2 separate regions of the Arachis hypogaea genome follow, and region 1 is linked to region 2. Evidence: chromatin contacts called from public Hi-C data. All regions are on one chromosome and are shown on one strand. The core of a region is the stretch at or near the end of the contact, and the rest is flanking DNA. Distances in the headings are between cores, read along the strand shown. Region 1 holds the start of LOC112727720. Region 2 has its middle 15 kb from the start of LOC112729322.

Region 1 (5,881 bases), core at 2,773-5,272, 130 kb after region 2:
GAATTATGAATCAGTTATCTTCCATGGGTATCAAGTTTGATGAAGAGGTTCAAGGATTGTTACTTCTTGGCTCCTTACCAGACTCGTGGGAAATTCTCAGAATGTCATTGTCTAATTCTGCTCCTGATGGTGTAATCTCTATGGATCTTGCCAAGAGCAGTGTTTTGAATGAAGAGATGAGAAGAAAGTCACAAGGTACATCGACTACACATTCAGATGTTCTTGTTTCTGAGTCTAGGGGGAGAAGCAAAAGTCGAGGTCCTAAAGGTAGAGATCAAAGCAGAAGCAAGTCTCGAGGAAAGTATAAGAACATTGAGTGTCATCATTGTGGTCAAAAGGGACATGTGAAGAGATTTTGTTGGCAGCTAAAGAAGGAGAAAGCCAAGGCAAGTAAAGACAAGAGCAAAAATAAAGATGATGGTAGTAATGAAGACAAGGTTAATGTAACTCATGATGATTTTCTTGTTGTTGAGGAGTTTGAATCTGTTAACCTTGTTGATAATAGCACTAGTTGGGTGATTGATAGTGGTGCTTCTATTCATGTTACATCTAGGAGGGATTTGTTTACATCTTATACTCCTGGTGATTTTGGTGATGTGAAAATGGCTCATCAAGGTGTTGCAAAATGTGCTGGTGTTGGACAGGTTTGCTTAGAAACCTCCAATGGTACCAAGTTGACTTTGAAGCGTGTGAAGCATGTTCCAGATATTCGGTTGAACTTACTTTCTGTTGGTAAGTTGTGTGATGAAGACTTGGATAGCTCATTTTCTCGTGATAGTTGGAAGCTCACCAAGGGTTCCATGGTTGTTGCTAGAGGTACTCGACACTCTACTCTTTATTTAACTCAAGCAAAGATTGTGAAAGATGTTATTAATGCTGCTGAGTTTGTTGATGAAACTGATTTATGGCATAAGAGATTATGTCATATGAGTGAGAAGGGTATGAATATGTTATCCAAGAGAAATCTTTTATCTGGTTGTAAGGTTGCTTTGCAAAAGTGCAACCATTGCTTTGCTGGGAAACAAAACAGGGTTTCTTTTAAGAGCCATCCACCTTCAAGGAAGCCGGAGATACTTGACTTGGTACATTCTGATGTATGTGGGCCGATGAAGACAAGAACACTTGGAGGGTCTATCTATTTTGTAACCTTTATTGATGATCATTCTAGAAAATTATGGGTTTACACTTTGAAGACCAAAGATCAAGTTTTGAATGTGTTCAAGCAATTTCAAGCTTCTGTTGAAAGAGAAACTGGGAAGAAGTTGAAATGCATTCGTACTGACAATGGTGGTGAGTACTCAGGTCCATTTGATGCTTATTGTAAAGAGCATGGTATAAGACATCAGAAGACTCCTCCGAAGACTCCTCAGTTGAATGGCTTGGCTGAAAGAATGAACAGAACACTGGTTGAAAGAGTTAGGTGCTTATTGTCGCAGTCTGGATTGGCAAAATCCTTTTGGGGTGAAGCTTTGAGCACTGTTGTTCATGTCTTGAACCGGACACCATGTGTTCCTTTGCAATTTGAAGTGCCAGAGAAGGTATGGTCAGGTAAAGATGTTTCTTATGATCATTTAAGAGTCTTTGGATGTAAAGCTTTTGTTCATATTCCCAAAGATGAGAGATCTAAGCTTGATGTAAAGACTAGGCAGTGTATTTTTATTGGCTATGGCATGGATGAGTTTGGTTACATGTTTTATGATCCTGTTAGCAAGAAGGTGATTCGGAGTAGAGATGTTGTCTTTGTTGAAGACCAAACATTGAAGGATGTTGATAATGCTGAGAAGCCAATGGTTCAGCCTAGTGATGATTTTTCTGACTTGGATATTACTCCCTCTATGCCTATGGTAGAAGATGGTAGAGTTGAAGCTCAAAATAATGAGCATGATACAAGTGCAGGTGAAGATGGAACAATTGATCCGATACTTGATGAAGTTGGTGATGATGATCAAGATGAAGAACCAGCTTTGGAAATTCCTGCAAATGCACTCAGAAGGTCTACAAGAGAGCGGAAGCCTTCATCAAGGTATTCTCCACATGAGTTTGTTTTGTTGACTGATGGGGGAGAACCTGAATGCTTTGGAGAGGCTGTTGAAGATGAAAGCAAAGCTCAATGGCTTGAAGCTATGCAAGAAGAAATGAAGTCCTTGCTTGAGAATGATACCTATGAGTTGGTGAAGCTACCGAAGGGTATGCGAGTTTTGAAGAACAAATGGGTATTCAGAATCAAGAATGAAGAACACAATTCTAAGCCTCGGTATAAGGCTAGATTGGTTGTTAGAGGCTTTAGCCAGAGAAAAGGTGTTGATTATGAGGAGATCTTTTCTCCTGTTGTGAGGATGTCATCCATTCGTGCTGTGCTTGGATTAGCAGCGTCTCTTGATTTGGAGATTGAGCAAATGGATGTGAAGACAGCTTTTCTTCATGGTGATTTAGACAAGGAGATCTACATGGAGCAACCGGAGGGCTTTGTTGTTAAAGGAAAGGAAGATTTTGTGTGCAAGCTTAAGAAGAGTCTTTATGGGTTGAAGCAAGCTCCAAGACAGTGGTACAAGAAGTTTGAATCTGTTATGGGGAAGCATGGTTACCGTAAGACAACTTCAGATCATTGTGTATTTGTGCAAAAATTTTCTGATGATGATTTTATCATTCTTTTGCTTTATGTGGATGATATTTTGATTGTGGGCAAGAATGCTTTGAGGATTAATGAGTTGAAGAAACAGTTGAGTAAGTTCTTTGCTATGAAGGACTTGGGTCCTGCCAAACAAATTTTGGGCATGACTATTACTCGTTATAGAGATTCCAAGAAGCTTTATTTGTCACAGGAGAAGTACATAAAGAAGGTGCTTCAAAGGTTTGGCATGAATGATGCCAAATGTGTTGCTAGTTCTTTTGCTCCTCATTTTAAGTTGAGTACCAAGCAGTGTCCAACCACTGATGAGGAGAAACAAGCAATGGATGAAATTCCTTATGCCTCAGCTGTTGGAAGCTTGATGTATGCTATGGTGTGTACTAGACCAGACATTGCTCATGCAGTTGGTACTGTGAGTCGTTTTCTCTCTAATCCAGGTAAAGAACATTGGAATGCTGTTAAATGGATTATGAGATATCTCAAAGGTACAACTAACTTGAGTTTGAGTTTTGGTGGTGAGAAACCTTTGCTAGTTGGCTTTACTGATGCAGACATGGCAGGAGATATTGATTCTCGAAAGTCTACTTCAGGTTATTTGGTCAAGTTTGCAGGGGGAGCTATTTCATGGCAGTCAAGGCTACAAAAGTGTGTTGCACTTTCTACCACAGAGACAGAGTTTATTGCAGCAACTGAAGCATGTAAAGAGTTGTTGTGGATGAAGAAGTTTCTTGCAGCACTTGGTTTCAAGCAAGACCGTTATGTGTTGTTGTGTGATAGCCAAAGTGCTATTCATCTTGCCAAGAATTCTACTTTTCATCCAAGATCTAAACACATTGATGTTAGGTATCACTGGATACGGGATGTGTTAGATTCAAAGTTGTTGGAACTTGAGAAAGTTCACACTGATGACAATGGTGCTGATATGATGACAAAAGCATTGTCAAGAGAAAAGTTTGAAACATGTTGTTTGATCGCCGGAATGGCGAGAGCCTCCACCTAGTCGAGAAGGGGGAGATTTGTTGGGTTTTTCTCTCCTTTGTGAGGCCCAAGCCCAACATTTTGAGGGTGTCTCTTGCACCCATTGTGCCACAACCCTAGTTCAGATTTTTGGGGGTCATTGAGAGTGAGAGAGAGTAGCCACCAAGTGAGAGAAAAGGGAAAAACAGAATTCCCGTTTTTGCCCAAAGCAGTAAATTTCTAATGTCAGTTTCTGAGTTGTTCACCGTTGGATCGGCTTGAAATTTAAACTGCATGTTCCTATCATCTTGTTCTTCATTCTGGTCGGTGGAGATGTTGATTGGAGATTTGCAGTGAGAGAAATTGGCTTCGCAAGAGAGAAATTAGGTTTCCCGTTTTTACACAGAGCAGCAATTTTGGAACGGCAGTTTCTCATTCTTTCACCGTTGGATCGACGTGAAATTTGAACTGTAGATTCTTCACATCTTGTTCTTCATTCTGGACGGTGGAGATTTTAATTGGAGGTCTGCAGAGGGAGAAATTGGCTTCGACAGTAGCTCTGTTTTTTGGGTATATTTCATCTTCTTGCTTTTCATTTGTGAGCTTTGGTGCTTTGATGTTTTGGCTGGTTATATGCACATTTTTGTGCTTTGTTTGAGACTCTCTTGTACCTCATTTGATTATAGTGGAGCTATTTCATTGGTCTGGACGACTCGTGGTTTTTACCTCTCACATTGAGGGGGTTTTCCACGTTAAAATCTCGGTGTGTTCTTATTATTGCTTTACTTGCTATATTTGCTTGTTATAGTTGCTGCCATATTGTGTTGTGAGTGCTTCCATATTGTTCTTGTATTGGACATTTGTGTCGTTTCCGCTGCTAGGCTCTATCAGTTAGATGGTGCCAATAGTGGAGACATGGATGCGGTCACTTATTCAGCACTGGAATTGAGTTACAATTGGTTGGAATCTGAGGAGATGAAGGATGTACTCTTGCTTTGTTCCGTAATGGGATCCTTTTTTATTCCAGAGTACATAGTGACATGCGCCATGGGTTTAGACCTATTTAAAGGAATAAACACACTAGCCGCTGCAAGAAATAGGTTATTCAGAATACTTGACACCTTGAAGGCCTCTTGTCTGATGTATGAAGGTCGTATGTCTTCTTGTCTGTTGTATGTGCATGACATTGTTCGTGAAGTAGCTGTATCCATAGCAAAACGGGATCGCCATGTTTTTACAACAAAGCATGGAGATGCCTTGAAGGAATGGCCGACAGAGGGATTTCTAAGAAGCTGCTCCCAGATTGTCCTGGATAATTGCATCATCAATAAGCTTCCTGAAAAGTTAGATTGTCCTAATCTTTTGCTTTTTGTATTGAATAGTGCTGATCGTTCTCTGGAAATCCCTGATTCTTTCTTTGAGGGAATGAAAAGCCTCAAAGTGTTAGAATTGAGATGCATAAACTTGCCTTTGTTACCAACATCTATTTGTGGGCTAACTAGCCTTCAAACATTGCACTTGTTTATATGTGTTCTACAAAGTATGGATGGAATAGGAGCTTTGAAAAATCTAGAAATTCTTAACCTCTGGTGTTCTTCCATGATAAACTTTCCTAGTGAAATTGGTCAGTTGACTAAGCTAAAAATGTTACTTATGTGCTACTCTGGAGTTGAAGTCATCCCGCAAAACATCATATCAAGATTGATCAGTTTGGAGGAGTTTTACATGAGAGGTATTTCAATTGATTGGAATGGTGAAAATTTAGTCAGCAAAACAAAAAATGCCAGCCTTGATGAATTCCGACAGTTGTTGAACTTGACAGCTCTAGGATTAGAAGTTCGTGAGGCTTGCATGTTGCCAAGTGATCTGATGTTTGATAAATTAGAAAGGTACAATATAGCTATTGGAGATGTCTGGGAAGGGTTTGATATTGATGATGAAACACTGAAGACGTTGAAGCTCAAGCTTGAGACCAATATTCACTTGGAGCCCGGGATCAAAGGATTGATTAAAAGAGCAGAGAATTTGTATTTGGATGAAGTTGGAGGCATTTCGAATGTACTCTATCAATTGAATGGAGACGGATTTCCTCAACTGAAGCACCTCCACATCCAAAATAATGCCTTAATTCAGCACATCATTGATTTTAAAGAGAGGACTCATGTTCCATCCCCCTCATTTCCAAACCTGGAAAAACTGGTCATTCAGAATCTCGATCAGATGGAGAAAATTTATGATGGGCCACTTGCGAACAATTCTTTTGCCAAGCTCCAGGCCATCAAAGTTGAAAACTGT
Region 2 (5,679 bases), core at 548-3,047:
TATAGTAATAACTTAATGTCATTTCTCTTTGATTATCTTATGGTAATCAATTAATTACTTGAAGAAAAAATCACTCATTCCGTAAAAAAAAAGTATTTTGGAAACTCTGAAGATAAATAATATATCGTGTTAGAGAATTGGAGATATCTATATTCTTTGCTGTTGTATATATTCACACGATAATTAATGGAATATAAACTTCTATAGGTCCTAACCTGTATTGTTTTTTTTTTATTCATCAGGTATTTCCAAACTTGAATGCTTTGATAGTGAACAATAATGATGTTGAGGTTATATTACAAAACAAGACCAATACAAGAACCTTGAACATCTTACAGTGTCCGAATTTGATATTGAAGTCATCACATTTCCATATTGGTTTTTGGAATCACCAACTGTTGAATAATGGAGTTATTTTACAGAAATATTTCAAGATATCATAGAGTTTCTAGTGAAGAAGGACAAGTCACAACTAGCACACAAATAAAGGATCTTACTCTATATATCATTATGTCTCCGCCTTAGCCTCTAATAACATACATCAAACAAACTCTGCCTTGAATAACAGATGATTTACTACCAGAATCAATTTGTTTCCAAATGTTACCCAAAATTGGATCTTCAAAAGGTCTACGGAAAGACTTGACACGTATCTTATCTTTTAAATCTAATCCATCAACAAAGAAAATAGGATAAATATAATTCAAAATTCAGTAGTATGGAAGCGACTGAAAAAGCAAAGCATAATTATAATATCAGAGTAATTTTTTTAAAACAAAAGATAAATCAAATATTAAAGCCAGAGAGTAGAGAGACATAAAAAAATGATTCAACAAAAATATCTATAATACATACCTTCTCTTGACACATGGCAAAATAATATCAAGAATAATCTTTTGTAAGAACTCGTCAATGACTTCATCAACATGTGTCAACGTAAACTATACAACACTAAGAGCAACAAGTGAGTTATTAATAAAACCAATAAATACAAAAGCATCAAAGAATACATTTTCCATCGGATACCTTGTGCACTCCTCGAAATCCCCAAACCCTCTTTGGATCCACACCCTGCAATTCTAGATCTGTCTTGCTACCAAGAAAATAATCAAATTCATCATCCAGCTCTTCATTTTTTCGATCATCATTAACTATATTATTTAAGCCCTCATCATTGAACATAATCTCAAGCAGCAAGTCAGTTTTCCCAGCGCATGTCGTTGAAATTCTCCTTTGAACAAACAAGATTAGCTCAAACATATTTAGTTGAAGTGCAATCTAAATAATTCTAAGAAAAACAAAACTAGGGATTAATTAAAAAAAATCTAAGTTTAATTAATAAAAAAAACATGAGAAAACATTTTAGTTCATCCATTGGCCAATAAGAAAACATTTGGCTTTAATTGTTAGTTCAGGAATCTACATTAGTAATCTTACAGTGACTTTAAAATAAGGTTACGACATAAAATGAGTAAATGTGTTCTAGTAATGAGAACAACAGAAACCTATTCAAAGAGGTTACACACTTAAAATGAAATAATAATAAAAGAATGGAAAAAATGGAAAGTATAACACACACCATGGGAAGAGGAGCTCAGAGAAGATATACGAAAATGCTTCGCAAGTCTAACACCCAGCGAATTCATTTTCTGCAAAAACCTGCAAATAACAACAAAGAAGAAAAAGAAGACGAGGAGGTGGAGCAAGGGTTTAAACACTTTCTCAGGGTCTAGTGGAAAATGGGGAAGAGAGAGAGGGTTTATGCAATCATGTTACACATGCTACAAAATTTGGACTCATCTTAAATGGGCCGGACCCATTTGTTCGTACAATAGAACCAAAAGATAACGATAACTAGTAGGTTTTGGGCCCATTCCAAACCCAAAAACAAAACCGAGGGAACATTATTGAACAACAATGTCTTCCTCTGTCGTGCCACGGCGGAATCTTCCTTAGTGGTGGGGTGGTTGGTACTACTACTACTCTAAGGAAGTTGTATAGAATTTGGAGTTTGTATAAAGAAGGATATAATTGTAATTTTTATTTTATAAAAAAATTTTCATGTAAAGAAAATTTTTATGATTTCTTTTCACCGGCACATTAGGCATTTTTGTAGCAATTCTAATTTTAGATATTTCGAGCTCTGGAATTCGATGGAAGAACTTTGGAATCCAATGCATAATCAACTAAATAGAAATATATGAATAAAAAAATAAGTCAATTTAGTAAAACCATCTTACATTATATTGAAAGAAACATCCGCAATACCAACCCCATCAAGTATCCAATTTCGGACTACCAAATATCATAAATCAGGAAGAAACATCCAACATGCATGAAACAACTACCTAAAATCAAAAAAACATTAATCTAAAAGCAAAGTAACGTCCATCTAAAATCAAATAAACATCCATCTAGAAAAAAGAAACATCCATGTAAAATCAGGAAGAAATGTCCAATCCATCGAAAAAAAGAAACATCCATCTAAAGCCAGGAAGAAATATCTAGTATATCTAAAAAAGAAAGCATCCATATAAAATCAGGAGAAAACATCCATATAAAAGCAAAGAAACATCCAATCCATCTTAAATCAAAGAAACATTCATGTAATATTTACTTTTCTTTTAGATGGATGTTTCTTTGATTTTGGATGAATTGGATGTTTCTTCATGATTTTCGATTGATGTTTAGTTTTTTAGATGTACTAGATATTTCTTCTTGATTGTAGAGGGATGTTTATTTGATTTTAGGTGGATGTTTCATGCATGTTGGATGTTTCTTCTTGATTTAGGCTATTTTGGTAGTCCGAGGTTGGATACTTGTTGGGATTTGGTATTGCGAATGTTTCTTTTGTGTAATGTAGGATGGTTTTATTAAATCGATTTATTTTTTTATTCATGTAGTTCTATTTAGTTGGTTATGCGTTGGATTCCGAAGATCTTTCATCAGATTCCAGAGCCTGAAATGTCTAAAATTAGAATTGGTACCAAAATGCCTAATGTGCTAGGTGGAAAGAAATCATAAATATTTTTCTCACATGACAATTTTATTATAAAATAGAAATTAAAGTTGTATCATTCTTTATACAAACCTCAAATTCTATATAACTTTATTATAGTAGTAACAGTACCAACTGCCCTACCACTAAAGAAGATTCCGCCGTGGTACGATAGAAGAAGACGTTGTCATTCGATACTATTCCCTCAGTTTTGTTTTGGGCATGGAATAGGCCTAAAACCTACTACTTATCATTATCTTTTGATTTTATTTTACTGAAAAATGGATCCGGCCCATTTAAAATGAGTCCAAAGTTTGCAACATGAGTGACTGTGATTGCATAAACCCTCTTTCTCTTATCCATTTTCCACTAGATCTTGAGAAAGTGTTTAAACCATAGTTATGAAAATTTGGCTCGACTCGGCCGGTTTGATCGAAATTCGGTCACTCAGTCACTTGGTTAGACCAAGCCACTCGTTTGATCGTCCAAGCATCGGATCGCTGAACTCTAGTTGACTGGGCCGATTTTTAGCAAAACCAGTGAGGCAGTGACCCAACTGGTTTCTATAACCCGGACTGGGTCATTATATTTTTTTTTTTAGTATTTACCTAAATTGGACCCCAAGAAATTTTGAAGTGGATATCTTAGCCCCCAAGAAAAATAATCATCAATTTTGCCCCAACTTTTAACGATGTCCGTCAAATTGGTCCTTCGAAAATGGATCCATCCTACGCGTGTCGTTAAGCTACTGAGTCACATAATGAAGGAGCACAAATTGGCCCCTTCTACCTAACACAAAATGTAGTGTTTTAGGGGCAATTTGCGACGTCATTTCGTATGCTTAGAACCCCCTTTTTACTCACCTTGTATATCATCTTCCCTCCCCCAACTTGTTTTCACATAGGTGTTTCGAAGAAAGCCCTAACCTTGTCAACCGTCGTCGTCATGCTACGTCGCTACACATTGCCGCCGGAGTAGTTCGTAGCAAACGGTGAAGGGTAGCAGAAGCTACTGTTGGAGTATCGATTGCCACTCATATTGATAGTGAAACCAAGCAAAGCTGGAAGTGGTTTCTAAAGCTTCTCCAAGATGACCTCGACGACTGCAAAGTGGAATGATGGAACTTCATTTCCGACCAGCAAAAGGTACCCTAAATCTTATACATATGTATTTGTTAGTGATAGTTTAATTACTATGTTAGTTATGTATTGTAAGAATCCAATTTTTGGTAAATACTTTTCTGGCTATTTTGTAACTTATTCTGCAAAATCTTGAACTTCGACCCAATAACTATTAATGAGGCAATCCCAATGGTAAAAAAAATAAAAATAAATTAGAAAATAGTAATTAATAGGTCAAACTTGACTTTATAAGGGTAATTAATTTCTCTAAGTCAAATTTGACTAGTAAAAAGTAAACACTTGCTTGCCATTGGTTTATTTTTTTCACTAGAGACTTTTTGAGCCGAAAATTCACTTTTAATTACGGTTTTACATGAGTTGGAAAAAAGCTAGTAACCAAAATCAGTGGCAAAAGTAATTTTTACCTTAGTAATTGTGTCCCAAGATTAATATTAGCTATCCATTCATGATTTATTTCTTTAAAAATAAATCTTAACCATTAATTATTTTATCACATGGTAAAAGTTACCTCGAATTTCTGACTAGTATTCTGCAAATGACTCTTAGAGATCTCAAATTCCCTTGCTTGTTTCCCAAGCAACACACTCCTCCCTCTTAGCCTCTCACCCCTCTCTGCTATGTTTTTAACCCTGAGTAACTAACTGCGGTTAACTGTGGATAAGCTCGACACGCAAGCACTGACCAAGCTTCCTCATTTTCACGCCCCTTTTTCATTAATTCTCATACCTTGACCACAAAATTCTCAATCTTTTTTACCATAATTAATTCAGCTAAGACTCATATTTTTATTTAAGGAAACATTGATAAAAAAAATTAACAAAAACACTATGCATTTTGTGAGTTTTTTACCGTGTTTTCAAGAGAGGAAAAAAATAAAATTCTGCATTTCTTCTCTATGTCCCAGCCTCATTTCTACTGTTCTTCCATTATTCTTCAAGTGTTCTTTGATGACAAGTCATCTTAGCCTAGTTTCACTAGTTCTTTTTACTTGTTTTCAATTGATTTTATGCACTTTCTTAAGCCATAAGCAAGCCAATTGGGTAGATTTCCATGTTTCATTTGATTCAATCAACCATGTATGAATTCATGCACTTTCATGAGATTTTATGCTATAATTATCATATATTATGAAAGAAACACAATCTCATGATTTGGGGCATAGCTTTGATTGTTTTGATTGATTGATGATAGGTGGAAAGAGTTTTGAAGAAGGTTGAAGGAAGAAGGAATGGCTAGGAGCAAGAGAGAACAAAAAGTTTGAGCCAAAGTTTGCCTCAAACTTTAGCTCAAACTTTTAGAAGAGTTGAAAACATGCCAGAGGAAAAAAGCTTGAGCCAAAGTTTGCCTCAAACTTTAGCTCAAACTTTTGGAAGAATTGAAAACACTCCAGAGGAAAAAAAGCTTGAGCAAAAGTTTGCCTCAAACTTTAGCTCAAACTTTTGGGGGAAAAGCTTGAGCCAACGTTTGCCTCAAACTTTTTGGCAAACATTGGCATCACAAAACCAACACCCTCGAAGAGAAAAGTTTGCGCCAACGTTT

Evidence for each region. Hi-C and Micro-C count contacts between places; a contact is called where the count stands out from the background.
Region 1: a Hi-C map of an unstated tissue shows a contact between it and region 2, with 4 times the contacts expected there. The contact joins the promoter of LOC112727720 here to the enhancer-like site in region 2. A contact is called at or near these places in 3 of 8 Hi-C or Micro-C datasets (leaf and an unstated tissue).

What each region holds. Positions count from the first base shown.
Region 1 is chr12:92,696,955-92,702,835 of arahy.Tifrunner.gnm2.J5K5, forward strand. It overlaps LOC112727720, which reads left to right and starts at 4,023. Exons shown (of 11, transcript XM_025777597.3): 1 at 4,023-4,156; 2 at 4,468-5,881. The coding sequence starts at 4,502. LOC112727719 (retrovirus-related Pol polyprotein from transposon TNT 1-94) reads left to right here. Exons shown (of 6, transcript XM_025777595.3): 6 at 1-4,344. The coding sequence ends at 3,629.
Region 2 is chr12:92,571,439-92,577,117 of arahy.Tifrunner.gnm2.J5K5, forward strand. No RefSeq gene overlaps it. Among protein-coding and RNA genes, the nearest start is that of LOC112729322, 15 kb to the right of the region's middle. Within about 2 kb of position 1,798, at least 2 of the 3 cell types and tissues checked have open chromatin away from gene starts, as enhancers often do.